Regions from separate parts of the Bombyx mori genome. Here region 2 is linked to region 1. Evidence: chromatin contacts called from public Hi-C data. All regions are on one chromosome and are shown on one strand. Each heading gives the region's core, a stretch centred on a gene start, on an enhancer-like site or on the middle of the called end of the contact. The rest is flanking DNA. Distances are from core to core; before and after follow the strand shown.

Region 1 (3,654 bases), core at 445-2,944:
TGGCTTACATGCGCTTATGTTGCGACTCATATTCTTTTTTACTAATTATCTACGGAACAGTGGTATGTGACGCCTTTTGGACTGGTGGAGCGATGACTTATGAAGCGTGGCCGGAAAGACATGAATCAGGAGAGCCGAAGGCTGAGCTAAGTGGTGGAAATTGGGAGAGACCTATGTCCAGCAGTGGACGACTGTAGGCTGATAATGGTAATGATGATCAAATGGGCACAACATCCACGATAAAGGTGATATACCTGTATTCTGTATTAAAACACATTTTCCCCCGAAAACTGGCAATTTAGCCCAAAATGAGCCAAAAGCTCATCCGCCTTAATTAGTGAAAAAATATAGAAAAAATTACAAGATGGTTGATGTTCTTTTTGATAGATCGTTAAATTTAGGAAAGCGTCGTTTACCCTTCAATTTTAATTTTACTTTTAATAATTAATACACCATAAAAATGAATATAACACAAACTCATTAAAAAACTAAGAGTCCAGAGCATTATTAGGAACACACTTCTTCCATTACAACTAATAGGTTAAACAACTCCAAACGACATCCGATCAATAAAACCTATTCAACTATCTCGACTCTCTCAAGCGTTTTTCTAAGAATTATCAACGTCATTGACTATTATGTATTCAATACAGAACGTAACCCTTGTGGTTTCAAATTAAATATCAATTCCCTTCACATTTATTGGTCATTTGTATCGAAAAACCAATGCACTCGGCACTGCGGTCCCTCCGCATTGGGGTCATTGCGCGATCGAAACATTAAGTGACCAGCCAGCGCTCATTACGTGTCACGATAGAAATTGAAATGCATGGGAATGAATTGTGTCATTTATTAATTCGATCGAGTGTCTGAATTGATTTTAATGTTGCGTGAGGACGGAACCCTTTGATGGTTGTTGTCGGACGAGACAACGGGAGATAGCGATCGTTATTGTGACTTGTCGAGTCCGGTTTTGTATGTTTATTTATGGCCGTTTTCGCGGCTGCTCCCTATTCACAAGGAATTGTAAATGTAACCTACAATTTACATAATATGAAAAGCGTAAATTAGCACAAGTGTTAAGATAAATATCAAATCGCTTTTGATTTTTCTGTTTTTTAACTCAGATTTTAAAGATGGCTCAATAGAATGGTACAAAACTATAATAACATTTTATTTTGTAAATACTAGCAGTAATATTGTAATAAATGTTTATTTTACACAATATAGGTAGTTATCACTTCTATACTTGTCGGCTTGAGAATAAGGTTAATATTTTTACTGAGATATTCTGGTATGTTCGAAATCCTTCTATCAACAAATACGATGAGACTTAAGAATAGTTAAGAACTATTTTATTAATGCCAATGAAAGACAAACAAATAGTATTTAAGCATCTTGAATTTCACCGCATTTATTATTATACGACTATACATACGATTATAAGTGCAATCTCTAATCGATTAAAAAATAAAGCGAATTACAAATCGATTTAAAAGTCACAAAGCAAATTTTAAAAGTTCTATGAGCACTTATATTTCTTTTAATTACAGTCTTATAGTTTAATTACTCTTACAGTCTTTTAATTACACTTGGCATTTATTGTTAGTTATTTGAACGGAATTATCACAATGACGACTCTAACTTCGAACGCGATACATAATAAGTATAGTGGAAGTTAGAAACAAGCGGGTTCATTCATGCAGCAATGTTTTTATTTGAATGCTGCCACACAACACATTAAATGGGATTTCTCGTGTGCGGCCCTTGTAATCGGAAACTTCAATTGTAACGAAACATATTTATATATATATAATTTCGGCTTGGCTGACGATACGGTCCCATGGTGAGACTGTTTAACGATACGTATGGACGCCAACGACGTAAAATACTGTTTTTTATAAATAACATTTTTTTTTTTTTATTGCTTATTTGGGTGAACGAACTCACAGCCCACCTGTTGTTAAGTGGTTACTGGAGCCCATAGACATTAAATGCGCCACCCACCTTGAGAGACAAGTTCTAAGGTCTCAGTATAGTTACAACGGCTGCCCCACCCTTCAAACCGAAACGCATTATTGCTTCACAGTAGAAATAGGCGGAGTGGTGGTACCTACCCGTGCGGACTCACAAGAAGCCCTACCACCAGTGAAACCAGTTTTTTACCCGTACCCATTCGCTGGTAGCCTTAGAGGCTATTCCAGCCACGTCCGGACGGGTAGACGAGTTCACGGGCTCAACCTGAGAGAATTTGCTAACACTAGCCCTAGCAAGAGCAGTGCTTCGCAGAACTTACCACTGGAGACGATCCAGCGAGAAAATCAGTAGGCATGGTACTAGCAAACAACGATCCTCATCTAAAGAGATGTCATAGCTCTGTAGGAAAACTGAAAAGCTCATTCCGAAGCCTGTAGGTTGATGTTGGATCTCTAGAAAAGCCGTCAAAAACCGTAGAAAAGCCGTAGAAAAACCGTCAAATTTTATTCAATACTCGTAGTACAACTAAACAAAATCTATCGACATAAGTAATAATATTAATAGCTAAGAACAAATCACGCACGGTCAGCCGGCCCCAATTTAGGATTCCCCGTGTTATGGGTACCATAGACCTGCTCATCATTCAATGTGGGAATCGAATGTTGGAAGGAATGAGGAATGGGAAGGGAATGTTGCCCGATGTGGGAATCGAACCCACGACCCTCGGGGTAACAGTCAGGGACGTGTTTAATTGTACTGTACTTTACTTACTAGACTTCGCCGAGAATATTCTCCAATCGGATCGTACGTCTTATTTATTTATGTCTCCCGATTCCCCTGTCTATACTTACATATCTTGTGATATTTTTATCTAATGTCTACAAGTATGTCCAGTCTAGTTTTGAATTTCTTATTGAAATCCCTAACCCTGGATTCATAAAGAAAAATATATTCGAATTCATTGTATTTGAGGAGAGCGTAACATACGTACATGTAGCTGTAAAGAAAAATATTCTTTCATAAATTAACATATGTGCAAACGAAATGAAAATGCTCTATTGTTTGAGAAAATGTTAAAACTTGAAACACGTAATGCTTGTGTTAACTATTTAAGCGAATGTAAAACACTTTACGAACTATGTTACATAACAGACTGACTGATAAAATTTACATATGTTTTTATTTCTTATTTCCTGGTGGAACCGACTCATATAAGGCTCCCTCATCTACGAAATGCGCTCTGCCTTATTATTGGTATTCGGGCGTATTGTGAGTCCGCACGGGTGCAATACAATTGAGAATTTCGACCTCAAATCGGAGTAGTCACACGTCACAGTGGAATCCTTATTGTAAAACCGCAATGAAATGCGAAACTGTATTGTATTTTAACTTGTGTTCCATTGCGTCGTCCACTCCTACCAATATTACCATATACCATATTACTATTTTTACCAATTATTATTTTCAAGAACGCTTCCAATACTTTGTACATAATACTGGGGGTTCGGGACAAATAAAAATTCTATCAAAGTGTAAACTAAAACTGTATTAACACTTAAAACACTTAACGAACACTTTAAAATTCTCAATTCACTTCTTCCGCTTCGCTTCAGGTGATCCTTCGCTACTTCGCTTCGTATAGTTCCGATTCCTTACTGCCTTCGTGTCATCTCCGCA
Region 2 (3,654 bases), core at 595-3,094, 37 kb before region 1:
TTTAGGATTCTCTGTGTTATGAGTACAAGAGACTAACATGGATACTTAAATACTTAATTTTGGTTTTAAGTAAATACCTACATAGATAATAAGCGCCCATACAAAGACCAAACAAACCTGTTCATCACATGAGTTTGCTTGATGCACGAATTTTCAAGATAATATGCAGTCTTTTGGTGAAAATGACCTTCAAAGATTCTATTACACAAAAACAAAAATAGAGAGAGAGAGAGAGAATACACTTTATTGCACACCAAAACACAATTTACATTCAAAAAAACAATCAAAAAACAGATAAATTTGTACAATAGGCGGTCTTATCGCTAAAAGCGATCTCTTCCAGACAACCGTTTAATTTACAGAAATTCTGGAAAATATAAAAAAATTAGCAGGTATGTTGTGGTGTACTATAGATAATACATTATAGAAAATATATACATACAATAAACAAAATATATACCGTTTACATATAATATGAAATATATACTTATTATTATATACCAATATACATACTAGCATACAATACATACTAATATACTTACATACACATAATACATCAACAGTATGGAAATAATAAATGATGATGCAAACAAACAGCACTAAGAAGATAAGTAGTGTTCCTTCACAAAAATACATACAATCAAGCTAATAAAAGCGTGTAAAAAAAGTATGTAATAAATATCATATAATATTTAAGGAAAAAAATCTACTGGTCAGATCTCGACACAAAAATTTCAATGGGATCACATGAGAAGCACCAGATTTAAAATTAAAAAAATAATTAAAATCGGTTCCCAAAGAAAAAACATCTGTGGTAGTAGCACACATAAAAAAATACCTTCGAATTCAGAACCTGATCTTTTTTTTTTAAATCGGTTACAAAGTAGACGCACGGCCACTGTTTAATTAATTAATTCCCAATTTCACCGTGAATAAGCTGTCAGAAAATTTTATGACAAGGAATTTCCTGCTTAGCTTTAGGGTTCCTTTGTTAAAAAACTACAAATAAATACAAGTGTGTGTCCCACTGGGTAGTCGCTACCGATTACGAGCGGCATTTCTTTGTAAAAAATATTCCATTGTTATAAGCTTACATCTCACGTGGAAGATGATATAGTGACAACAATTTATGTTTGTATCGAAACTGGAGGACATTGGAGAATCAAATAAAACTAAATTAGCAACTACATCTCATAGTCTAAGATCCGGCTGCGAAATTAGTAAATGAATAATTTAGACTATCAAAATTTAATTTTTAAGTATTTTTACAACCATGGGAAGTCACTTTTCATCAGGTGCCAATCAAAAATTGCCCGCTAGTATTATTAATTAAAATATAATTAATTTAATTTTAGAAAAACATTTCGTTTATGCCAGCTGAACGTGTTTTTACATACATTGAGCATCCTTGTCCCAATGTTAAATTATGGTCATTTCTGAATTATAAATAGATAGTTTATTTTCTAAATGCAGCGACAAAATTTAGTCAGGCGTAAATATAGATAGCGATATTTACGCCTGACTTTGAAAAGTAGAGTTTCATACATCCTACTGAGATTTTATTGATATTTTAATTGCCTTCAATAATAAATGACAATACGGTTCATTATGGCATGAATATTCACTGTTGTTCATCGACATCAATAACGCCAAGCCGCTGCGCACCGCCCGTGTTGAAGGCAAAATTGCATAATAAATTTTTCAAAATATTGCAACTGCTTAGTTTTGAAAATAATACTAAACAGAAAAGAATCACGTGACACCATTTTGATAAAAAATCGGTACTTAATTCTAATACGAAGCAACTCTTATTCTGCAAATGCGTGGTCGTTGGCATCAGTTAGCATTATACTAAATAGGTAAATAGTCGGTGTTCACGTTCTTCACAATTTTTGACATCTCGTTTTTCGCTCTTGTGTTTCTGAACGAACCGTCAGTACGCGCGCGCATGCGCTCGGTGTTTGACGTAAGGGTGTTATCAAATTATTTTCCAACAACGAATATTTCGTAACATCGATGCAGTGAAAAGTGTTATTTTTATTGTTGTACATTAAACTCTGGACTATTAAGTTTAAAGATGGACAGAACCGAGAGAAAAACGAATTCGCGTAATCATTCAGTCACGATAGATCGAGATTCTAAAATGATACTGCGAAAAATAATACTGGATTTCTTGATACTTTTTTGCGGTAAGCTTAAAATTCTGAATTAAAAATGTAATCTATACGTTTAAATGGTTATTTTAATTACTCTGAATCATTGAAGCTAGACTAAAATAGGGTTATCTAATTTTAAAGTAGGTATTTGATAAAGTTTGATGAAGTTATTGATAAAAATAATTATTAATACTAAATGTGAGTCACGGCTTATATTAGCAAGATGTCAAAAATTTATAAAAAATTGATAACGACTTAGTTAAACACTTTAATTTAAAATATAATATACATACACACTCATCACTTTAAATTTATTATTTTAATACCCCTTGGGTCTGGAAGTTATTTCTTAAAGAAATAAGCAATGCCATTGTACTTTTTTTCTATAATTTTCTGTTATATTATTCTATGTTCACATGAATAAGATAATTAAATACATTAAATATATCAGTGAAATAAAAATATGATATAACAATAACGATAATAAAAGTTTTGCTATGTGTTGATTGGATTCTAAATCATATAACTGTTGTGGTAATTAAATAATCATCTTATGGTCAAGCTCAAAGTGATTTTTGTTAAAATTATTTATTATTAATAATGGCATAGTGATCAGCTTATTTATAAAATTTGAGAAAAACTGAAATATCAAAAAGAAATTAAAACAATATTAACAAATAAAAAACAAATTCAAAATTAATAGTAATTTTTAGGTTCTTTATATAATTTATTTTATTTAATGGCATAAAGTTTGTCTTGACTTCTATTATTGTCGATAGTTTGAGATTATGTAACAAATTAATGTGTATTATTTTTAATCGGTGTCAAAATTACTGATCTTAACTTATAAGATATTTAAAGTGTAATTAGTGCTGTTGACTCTGAATATACTAGAATATATATACTTAACGTCATGAGAGCTCAGCAATTGGGACTAACCCCCAAAAATGAGAAAGTCCCATTCTTTTAAATGATATATTGAAAGAAAAATGCAAATAATTTAAGGTCTCAAATAGTTCTTCCAATTTACAACAATGTAACACATAAATTGATCTATTCAATTATTACTCGCACAAACAATCTTTCAAGTAAACATGAATTTTGTGCGCATTTTCATATGATGCTTCATTACTTTTTGCCATAAATTTATTAATTATTTGTGTAAACTATTTGTTTAGCATATCCACATTTATTCACTTGACCTATAATGGTGCAAAACAAAAATGTGATTTGGAAATTTCAGTGCAATCTACATAAAATGTTGTATCTATGTACTAAATTAACTCTTTCGGTTTTATACTCTAAGACTAAGACTAAGATTTTGATTTCATTTAAATTTCAAAAGTTGTCTGTAATGTTGAATATGGAATCCCTTTGCTTGAGATTATATGGAAAAAGAGTTCTAACCACATTTAAATTTTGTTAATTGTAGACATTAAAATAGATAGAATTGAACATCCCTAAAACATATACTTAGTATTACAGATTAAATAATAAT

The links. A called contact is a pair of places that touch in the nucleus more often than the background predicts.
Region 2: a Hi-C map of middle silk gland shows a contact between it and region 1, with 2.2 times the contacts expected there. The contact joins the promoter of LOC101745361 here to the enhancer-like site in region 1. A contact is called at or near these places in 3 of 7 Hi-C or Micro-C datasets (middle silk gland, posterior silk gland and whole pupa).

Annotation. Positions count from the first base shown.
Region 1 is chr19:11,807,786-11,811,439 of ASM3026992v2, reverse strand. All of the region lies in intron 38 of LOC101739626 (dnaJ homolog subfamily C member 13), which reads right to left. The region is part of intron 1 of LOC101745361 (putative phosphatidate phosphatase); the gene reads left to right. Among protein-coding and RNA genes, the nearest start is that of LOC101745361, 38 kb to the left of the region's middle. Within about 2 kb of position 1,694, at least 3 of the 8 cell types and tissues checked have open chromatin away from gene starts, as enhancers often do.
Region 2 is chr19:11,845,343-11,848,996 of ASM3026992v2, reverse strand. It overlaps LOC101745361 (putative phosphatidate phosphatase), which reads left to right and starts at 1,844. Exons shown (of 7, transcript XM_062674104.1): 1 at 1,844-2,189. The coding sequence starts at 2,078. The region is part of intron 38 of LOC101739626 (dnaJ homolog subfamily C member 13); the gene reads right to left.